3 separate regions of the Sus scrofa genome follow, and regions 2 and 3 are each linked to region 1. Evidence: chromatin contacts called from public HiChIP or PLAC-seq data. All regions are on one chromosome and are shown on one strand. Each heading gives the region's core, a stretch centred on a gene start, on an enhancer-like site or on the middle of the called end of the contact. The rest is flanking DNA. Distances are from core to core; before and after follow the strand shown.

Region 1 (2,513 bases), core at 10-2,509:
CAGCTCCTTAAACTGCTGAGCCTTGCATCTAGCATTTGATAAATGGTTACTAAAAACTTAAATTAGATGCTTAAATGAAGGATGAACAAACACTCCATTTGACAACCTGATTGCAATAGAGCAGAGAATACTCACTGTGATGGGGGCCCTCCTTCTGTGTGTTTAATTCATGTGTTTTCACCCAACCTTTATAGGATCCCCTTCGGGCAATTTGATGTACCCTCTAAGCCCAAACTGATTCCCTCTTTTGCATCCTATGTTTTAATATTCCACATTAGCATAGATAAAGTATTCTGCATGTGTCCTATAGTACAAGATCTGTGATAAACCATCCTGGCTTCATGATAGAACTTCCAAAGCAGTGTACAGGTTCAGAAAACAGAGAGATTGGGGCACGTGGCTCAGGAGGTGAGAACAACCCACTGAGACAGGAAGCTTTACATCCATAGATGAGGGAAGTCAGGGATAGAAAAGGCACAAGAGGAAGGATTTAGGATGATTGCCTTTCTCAGTGCCTCACATAGTGCTGGGGACATAATATGCTGTAATTATTATTGTGCTGAACTAAATGAACTCATCCAGCCGCAGTGCCCCTCTAAATTGCCTTCTCATTACCCTTCAAGAAACTTAGAAGAATTGACGCTTTGTCCCCATGGGAGCCAGTAAAGAGGGTGTTTTAATTTTGAATGAGGAAAAAAAACAAAAACAAAAACAATAAACACTTAAATTTTTCCCAAAATGGCCCTATGTTTTTAAAAAAAAAAAAAAAAAATTTCCTAAGTGCCAGGAAAAAAGCCACCCAGGAAATCGGTCCAGAGAAATTCAAAAGTCTGGCGGCATTGCTTAGTTTTCATCCTAGGATATCAAATGGCTAAAACTCTCTTCTTTCACTTCCAAGTCCTTTTCTCAGTCTTCTTCTTCACAGACTGTTCTTTGGTGAATGGCCCAACTGACAAGCTCCTTTTGGAACTTCCTCCTCTAGAGCTTGGCTTCTGTGGATCTGCTCTGGCCATAGGTCCCTTCTCCTCTCTGATCACTTGTACTTTATCCTTCCCTTGGACCCCCTCTGGCCACTAAAATGAGGATGTTCTCCAGCATCTTCTCTTAGTATGCTCACTCAATGTAAGGAGGGACAGAGATGAACCATGCATGGTCCCTGTCCTCCAGAATTTCAGTCTAGAGCAGAAAATAGGGCATTTAAAAATAGTTATTACACGAGAGAGAAAATGTCAAGCTCCTTAAGAGAAACATTGACAACCAGGCTATTTTAGTTCAGAGCAGAGAGTTTGCTTCCAGCTAAGGGAACCAAGAAGGCAGCATTTGTACCTGGCCTTAGATGGGGAAGACTATTTATGCCTGACAAAGTGTGTAATTCAATACAACAAAAACAGAAGCCATTGTCTCTCCCTTTCAACCTCCCCCCCAAACAAGATACTCCTCTCCCTGTACCCCTTCTCTATAGTAATGGCGCCAGTGTTCTCCCAGCCACCTGGAGGTAGCAATGAGTCCTTTTCCTCCTTAGCCCTGTTCATCCAATTACTTGCTTAGTCCTATAGTTTCCACTTCTCCCATAAGCTTGGCTTTCTCCCCTCTGTATTTTTTTTATAACACTAACTTAATCTGGCTTCATTTACAATCACACAGAATATTCATATAGCCATATCATTGGTTTTGCCATTTCTAAGGCCATTTCCCACTTCTCCTATCAGATTATTCACTGTACAACGTAGTTCTGCTCCCATCACTCCTTTAATTTTGGGAAGGAAAACAAACAAAAACAATTTTTGCTGGCATTCCAGAGCCTCCAATCCCTGGTCTCATCCTCTCTTTGCAACATTGTTTGCTTCACTCTCAGCCACTCAGCCATGGGTAATTTGGCTTTTTCTTGGGAACATCTTCCATAGTGTATGTATTTTAGATGTGGATGATAATTTACTCAGCATGATTACTGAAAACATGTTGTGGACAGACTACATATTATTCAGCTTTGAATCCTCTATAGTGCTTAATGAAGAATCTTACACATAGTGGGCACTCTACACAAATTTGCTGAATAAATCAATAATAACATATATATATATACACACACAATACTCTTTGGCCTCCATATATTGCCTAGGCCTCATTGAAGTATATCTTTGCATTAATTGGTCAGCTATAATTAAAAAAAAAAAGAGGTAAGAAATCTTTTTTTTTTTTTTCTTTTTGCCATTTCTTGGGCCGCTCCTGTGGCATAGGGGAGGTTCCCAGGCTAGGGGTCCAATCAGAGCTGTAGCTGCCAGCCTACGCCAGAGCCACAGCAACACATGATCCGAGCCACGTCTGCGACCCACACCACAGCTCACGGCAACACCGGATAGTTACCCCACTGAGCAAGGGCAGGGATCAAACCTGCAACCTCATGGTTCCTAGTCGGATTCGTTAACCACTGCGCCATGAAGGGAACTCCCTTTTTTTTTTTTTTTTTTTTGTCAGAAATCTTAATAGTGAGGATAAGCCAGTGGAAAGAGTTA
Region 2 (2,513 bases), core at 5-2,504, 220 kb after region 1:
GTTTGTGAGAAAACTCAAGTCCTCCGGAGAAGTTCCCATTGTGGCACAGCAGAAATGAATCTGAATAATATCCATGAGGATGTGGTTCAATCACTGGTCTCGTTCAGTGGGTCAGGGATCTGGCATTGCCATGAGCTCTGGTGTAAGTTGCAGACGCAGTTCACAGATCCCATGTTGCTGTGGCTGAGGTATAGGCCGCAGCTGTGGCTCCAATTCTACCTCTAGCCTGGAAGCTTCCATAGGTCCTGGGTTCAGTCCTAAAAAAGCAAAAAAAAAAAAAAAGTCCTGCAGAGAAATCCATGTGACCACAGCTAATGGGAGTGAGCCATCTTAGAATAAAATCCTGTATTGGATATTTGAAAGTTACTAAAGAGTACATCTTAAAATCTCCCATCATAAGAAAAAAACTATGTGTGCTGATAGATGTTAGCTAAACTTATTGTGATTATTTTGCAATATATACATATATCAAATCATTATGTTGTCTACACCTAAACTTAACACAATGTTGTATGTCAATTAAATCCCAATTAAAAACGTAATTTAAAAGAAAGGAGGACTTAAAGAAAATGAATGCTAGACAGTGAAATAAAATCAAACAAAGCCAAAGCAAAGTCCACCACAGCCTGCATCCTGGAATGGCATATAATCTATAACCTCTACGCTTCCCTAAGTGCTTGCTAAGAGGTGGATCTTAGCCGGAAGCCCCACCACATACATCGCAGTTTCAATAAACAATCTGCCCTACATTTTCTTTGTTACAAGGAAAAGTTACAGAGTACTAAGAACCATTGCTTTGTTTAAAACCCGAGGCTCTGAATGTCTTAGAAAATGCCAATGCTTTAAAAAAAATATATATATATATATATGTGTGTGTGGAATGCAGATAAGCCCTGCTTCAAATTCAGAAGCATAACTAATAAGAATAATATAAACACTTCATAACTGTTCTTAAATCAACACGGACAAACCTACCACTGGTTATAAAACTGAAAGGAAAATGTGTTTTTAGCCCCATCTTGACAGCCTCCTTTTTTAAACCCTGATTCCAAGGGGGGAGGTTTTGCGTCCCTCCCCTCAGTTTCATCCTGCTTCAGCACTAAGTGCATGTGAGTCACGCTAAGACTGAAGAGGCGGCGGTGCCAGCGTGTGGCTGGCAGATGCGGTCATTCTTGAAGTGCCACTGGGCATGAGGTACGGACGATTCCAGACTATTACTTGCCTTCACAACTTTTTCTAACAGGTGCAGCAAATGAACTTCTGCCCCTGTCTTCCTTAAATGCACACAAATAAAGCGTTACCATGTCCTGGATGTGAAGTCATACCTACTTCCATGAATCATATTTTGTGTTCATGACTCTGCAACTGGGAATTAGTCATTTCGACCTAATTAGTTTCTTCAAAATAGGAAATGCTTCTACTAGTGATTTAACATCCAGATATAATTTATATAGTCAGACTACATCCAGAAAGATGCCAATTGAGATGTTTAAACAGCAACAACAAATATATATTATTTTTGCACCCTGCCATCAAAACCCCAAATGAACCCCGAGAATCATGTGTTGAAACTGGCTGCTCGCCTACATTTGTGTAGGGCAGTCACAATCAAGGGCAAACTTTCAGCAGTGTTGGGCCCAACCAAGTGCTTGACAAGGCTCCATTCAAGGAAAATGCCAACAAACAAATCTTGTTTCATGCACCATTTAAAAATTCTATTTAAATTTGATAATTTTGTCATTTGACCAAAGTGACAAAATTCCATAACAGATCTGGCTTTTTTTCCCACACATGTACTCAAATGTTGAGAAATGTGCCTGTCCTCAGCTTTATTTCTTTGGGCACTCACTATTCATGGAGATAAAATAAAAGAAAATTTAATGAGTGGACTGTCGCTAAGATATTTTTTAAATTATTTGCAATCTCTACAAGAGTATAAGAATCTATTTTGCTGAGGGTGACCAAGCACATTTGTATCTCCATGTAAGTTGACACCACTTTTTGTGTTTCTACTTTGGTTTAAGTATGTGTAACATCTCCAAAAGTGACTGGAGAATATTTTCTGACACAAGTATTTGGTGTTAATTTGATAAACACTTGTTTAACATTGACTAATATGTATTATAATTTTCAGTGTAGAGATATAACATATCTTTTATTAAATGTGTTCTTAAATACTTAACTTTTGATGCTGCTATTAATGGGATTATTTTGTTGTAGAATTTTTATTGTTTGTTGCTAATAGATTAAAATAATTGATTTTGCATATTTACCTTAAATTTACTTATTCTATTAGATTATTTGCAGATGCTTTGGATTCTGTTTGCACCACAATCTTGTGATGTATGTTTTCCTTCTTTGTTCAAATGTTTTCAAATTTTATTTATTTTTCCTGTCTTACCGAATCCCTAGGATCTTGGTAGGATTTTGAAGAGAAAATTGATCCGGTTGCATTTGTACTTTTAAAAGACATTCTGATAGAAGCATATACTATATATTAATGTGAGAGTTTA
Region 3 (2,513 bases), core at 7-2,506, 200 kb before region 1:
CTCTGCACAGAGCCTGGTAATGAGTCAGAGCCTGTTTATGTACCGGCTAAGATTCCATCAATTCTTCATGACCCAAGAAATGCAAAAGCATCCTAGACTTTCAAAGGCATTCACTCTCATGCCAGCTTTTCTCTGCATAAAATGGACTGTATGTCTGCAGGGCTTTATGCCCCATGCTCTCAGAGTCCACCTAAATAGCCAATTCTCACGTTGACCAGCAGAATGCATTTAAGGGCAAGAGTTCAGGTATTTGCTTTGCTCATAACTTCCTTTTCTGTGTAATATAAGCCTCTTCATTCTCCTTAGCTGGAAAATAAGAAGAACAAAACCAGCTTCCACTTAAATAATTTGAGTGGAGGCTGAACTAGGGCAGGATTATTTTGTTTCATTCATTGTTTTGCCCTCTACACTTAAAACTGTGCAGAGTACTTAGTGAGTGCTAAGGATGAATAATAAAATAGGCATAGGACAAATGCTGATGAAAGTGATTTGAGTTACTTGGAGTCATGTGTTCTCTAGATTAGCAAATACTGCTTGAGCATCTAGGGGCATTTCTAGGAATCGGTGAAGTATCTTCTGAGAGCCTGGAGGCTGGCAAGAGAGCAAGGTGGAGAGTGAGGGGGATTAGCTCTCTGATGTCTATGTGTGTGGAAGGTTTCACGGTTGCATGTGCAGTGTTAGGTCTCCAAATGAGTGTGTGTGTGTGTGTGTGTGTGTGTGTGTACATGAGAGAGTAGGGAAGAAGATGTTCTGTGTGGATATAGAAAACCACTGTGCAAGAAAAAATATAATAAAGTGATTTGGTCGACAAAGAGTAGATGAAAGTCATGGGCATGTCCCTACTGGGTATCAATTCCCATTTTCCAGAAAAAAAGCACACAGGTCCACTTTAAGCCAACATATTTCAGATTAGGAGCCAAGGAGCCCTTGTCCCTGCTGCAGCTCTAAGCCAGTGTTCTCTCCTGGCAGTTAGGCTGGGAGATGCGGATGCTCTCTGTTGCACAGTGTCTATGTCATTGATTGGGTAGACAGGCCCTCACTAGCCCATTTCAGCAGACAAGGTCCGAGCTGGGTTCTGCTGCAGAGAAAAGGAAATACTGAAGGAAGAAGACCTCTAATAACAAGGATCAGGGAAGTGGGCCGTGAATAATGGGAGCTGTTCTTACCATCTGCCGGTGACCTCATGCCTGTCCCCAAGCCAGTCTGGATGCTTGCAGTGTAAGTGACCCGTCTGCCAGAGTGACCTCAGGCCCTGGAGTAACAGCAAATAAAGCCATGGACACGCTGTTCTCTGGACACTTTTGCGGTCCTTCCTTTCCAGGGCTTCCTTACAGCTCCAGACTTGAGACCTGCAGCTCTGGCCCTCTCCTCACAATGACTCTAACAGATATCCCCACAAAACATGCTCTCCCCACCCAAGAAATGTGAGTAAGTATTTTAAAAATGTACCTTTGAAGCATTTCTCTAATTTTAGATTTTCAAAGCTTCCCCCTGCTTTACTTCGAAAACAGAAGGGAAAAAGCCCAATGAGTTCATTATTTGAATAGTACTGGACTCAAGTTTCTGCCAGATCAGTTACAAACCTTGGTTAATGAAGCAGGAAATTATTCTCTCTAGCAAGCAGAAGAATAAAGCCATAATGCCACGATCAAAACATCTAACGTGATTAGTTATACCAAGAAATATATAGATTCTTTCTAAGGAAAAAACTGCCAATAACGATCAAACATACTACTGGATGAATGACTGAGGGTCAGTCAATGCTAGAATGTTGAATGAGCAAATGAATGTTTAAAAGAGCAAAGCATTGGCATAATATGCAAAGTAACGATGGCTTCCTATGAAAATGATGGGATTTGGGGGTCTGAAGGGATACTCAATGTCCTTGAATGCAAAAATACCACTTCATGAGCAAGACTATGAATCCAGTGTTAAGGGCTTGTACTACAGACTGAAACCTGGGTTTTAAACTCCATCTTACCAGTCTTTGGACTTAAGGTTCAAAATGGAGTTAATGATACCCACCAGTGGGGGACTGAGTAAATTAAATAAGATCACACATGCAAATTCCACAGAATTTGGCACATAATGCATCTTAATAAACGTTGGTTTTTACCACAATCACTTTTGCAACATTGTCAATACCTGTCTGATTTGTCTGTGTGAAAATCTGCAGTATCAGGGAAATCATTAAGAAGCAGTTCATTTCATTTTCAGCCCACTCTTTTTATCAGAAAGTCTTCTCCTCCATGGTTTCTGCAACTTTGGACCCAAAAGCAATTTAACCCACTGACATGGGTCAAGTCTAAATTTTCTTTCCCATAACTGCCCTTCAAACATCAAAGAGGAATGTCCCAACTCGGAGTCCATAAAGGTATAAAATGTAGCAAGAATATCACAACTGTCACTCTGATCCGTCAATATAGTTGAAAAGGACGCTAGCTTTGCTATCAGACACTTTACAGTATGAACAAATGCTGAAACCTAGCCAACCAAACCCCTGTGATCTGTCC

Evidence for each region. HiChIP or PLAC-seq counts read pairs in DNA pulled down with a chosen protein or histone mark.
Region 2: a contact with region 1 is called in an H3K27ac HiChIP or PLAC-seq map of skeletal muscle. The contact joins two enhancer-like sites. A contact is called at or near these places in 1 of 47 Hi-C or Micro-C datasets (skeletal muscle) and 1 of 2 datasets of contacts at active chromatin or transcription factors (skeletal muscle).
Region 3: a contact with region 1 is called in an H3K27ac HiChIP or PLAC-seq map of skeletal muscle. The contact joins two enhancer-like sites. A contact is called at or near these places in 3 of 47 Hi-C or Micro-C datasets (all in skeletal muscle) and 1 of 2 datasets of contacts at active chromatin or transcription factors (skeletal muscle).

What each region holds. Positions count from the first base shown.
Region 1 is chr1:30,540,107-30,542,619 of Sscrofa11.1, forward strand. The region is part of intron 1 of EYA4 (eyes absent homolog 4); the gene reads right to left. Among named protein-coding and RNA genes, the nearest start is that of EYA4, 34 kb to the right of the region's middle. Within about 2 kb of position 1,260, at least 1 of the 83 cell types and tissues checked has an H3K27ac peak or open chromatin away from gene starts, as enhancers often do. A contact at or near this core is called in skeletal muscle, where this site is marked.
Region 2 is chr1:30,761,702-30,764,214 of Sscrofa11.1, forward strand. No RefSeq gene overlaps it. Among named protein-coding and RNA genes, the nearest start is that of RPS12, 160 kb to the right of the region's middle. Within about 2 kb of position 1,255, at least 3 of the 83 cell types and tissues checked have an H3K27ac peak or open chromatin away from gene starts, as enhancers often do. A contact at or near this core is called in skeletal muscle, where this site is marked.
Region 3 is chr1:30,344,780-30,347,292 of Sscrofa11.1, forward strand. The region is part of intron 3 of EYA4 (eyes absent homolog 4); the gene reads right to left. Among named protein-coding and RNA genes, the nearest start is that of EYA4, 230 kb to the right of the region's middle. Within about 2 kb of position 1,257, at least 2 of the 83 cell types and tissues checked have an H3K27ac peak or open chromatin away from gene starts, as enhancers often do. A contact at or near this core is called in skeletal muscle, where this site is marked.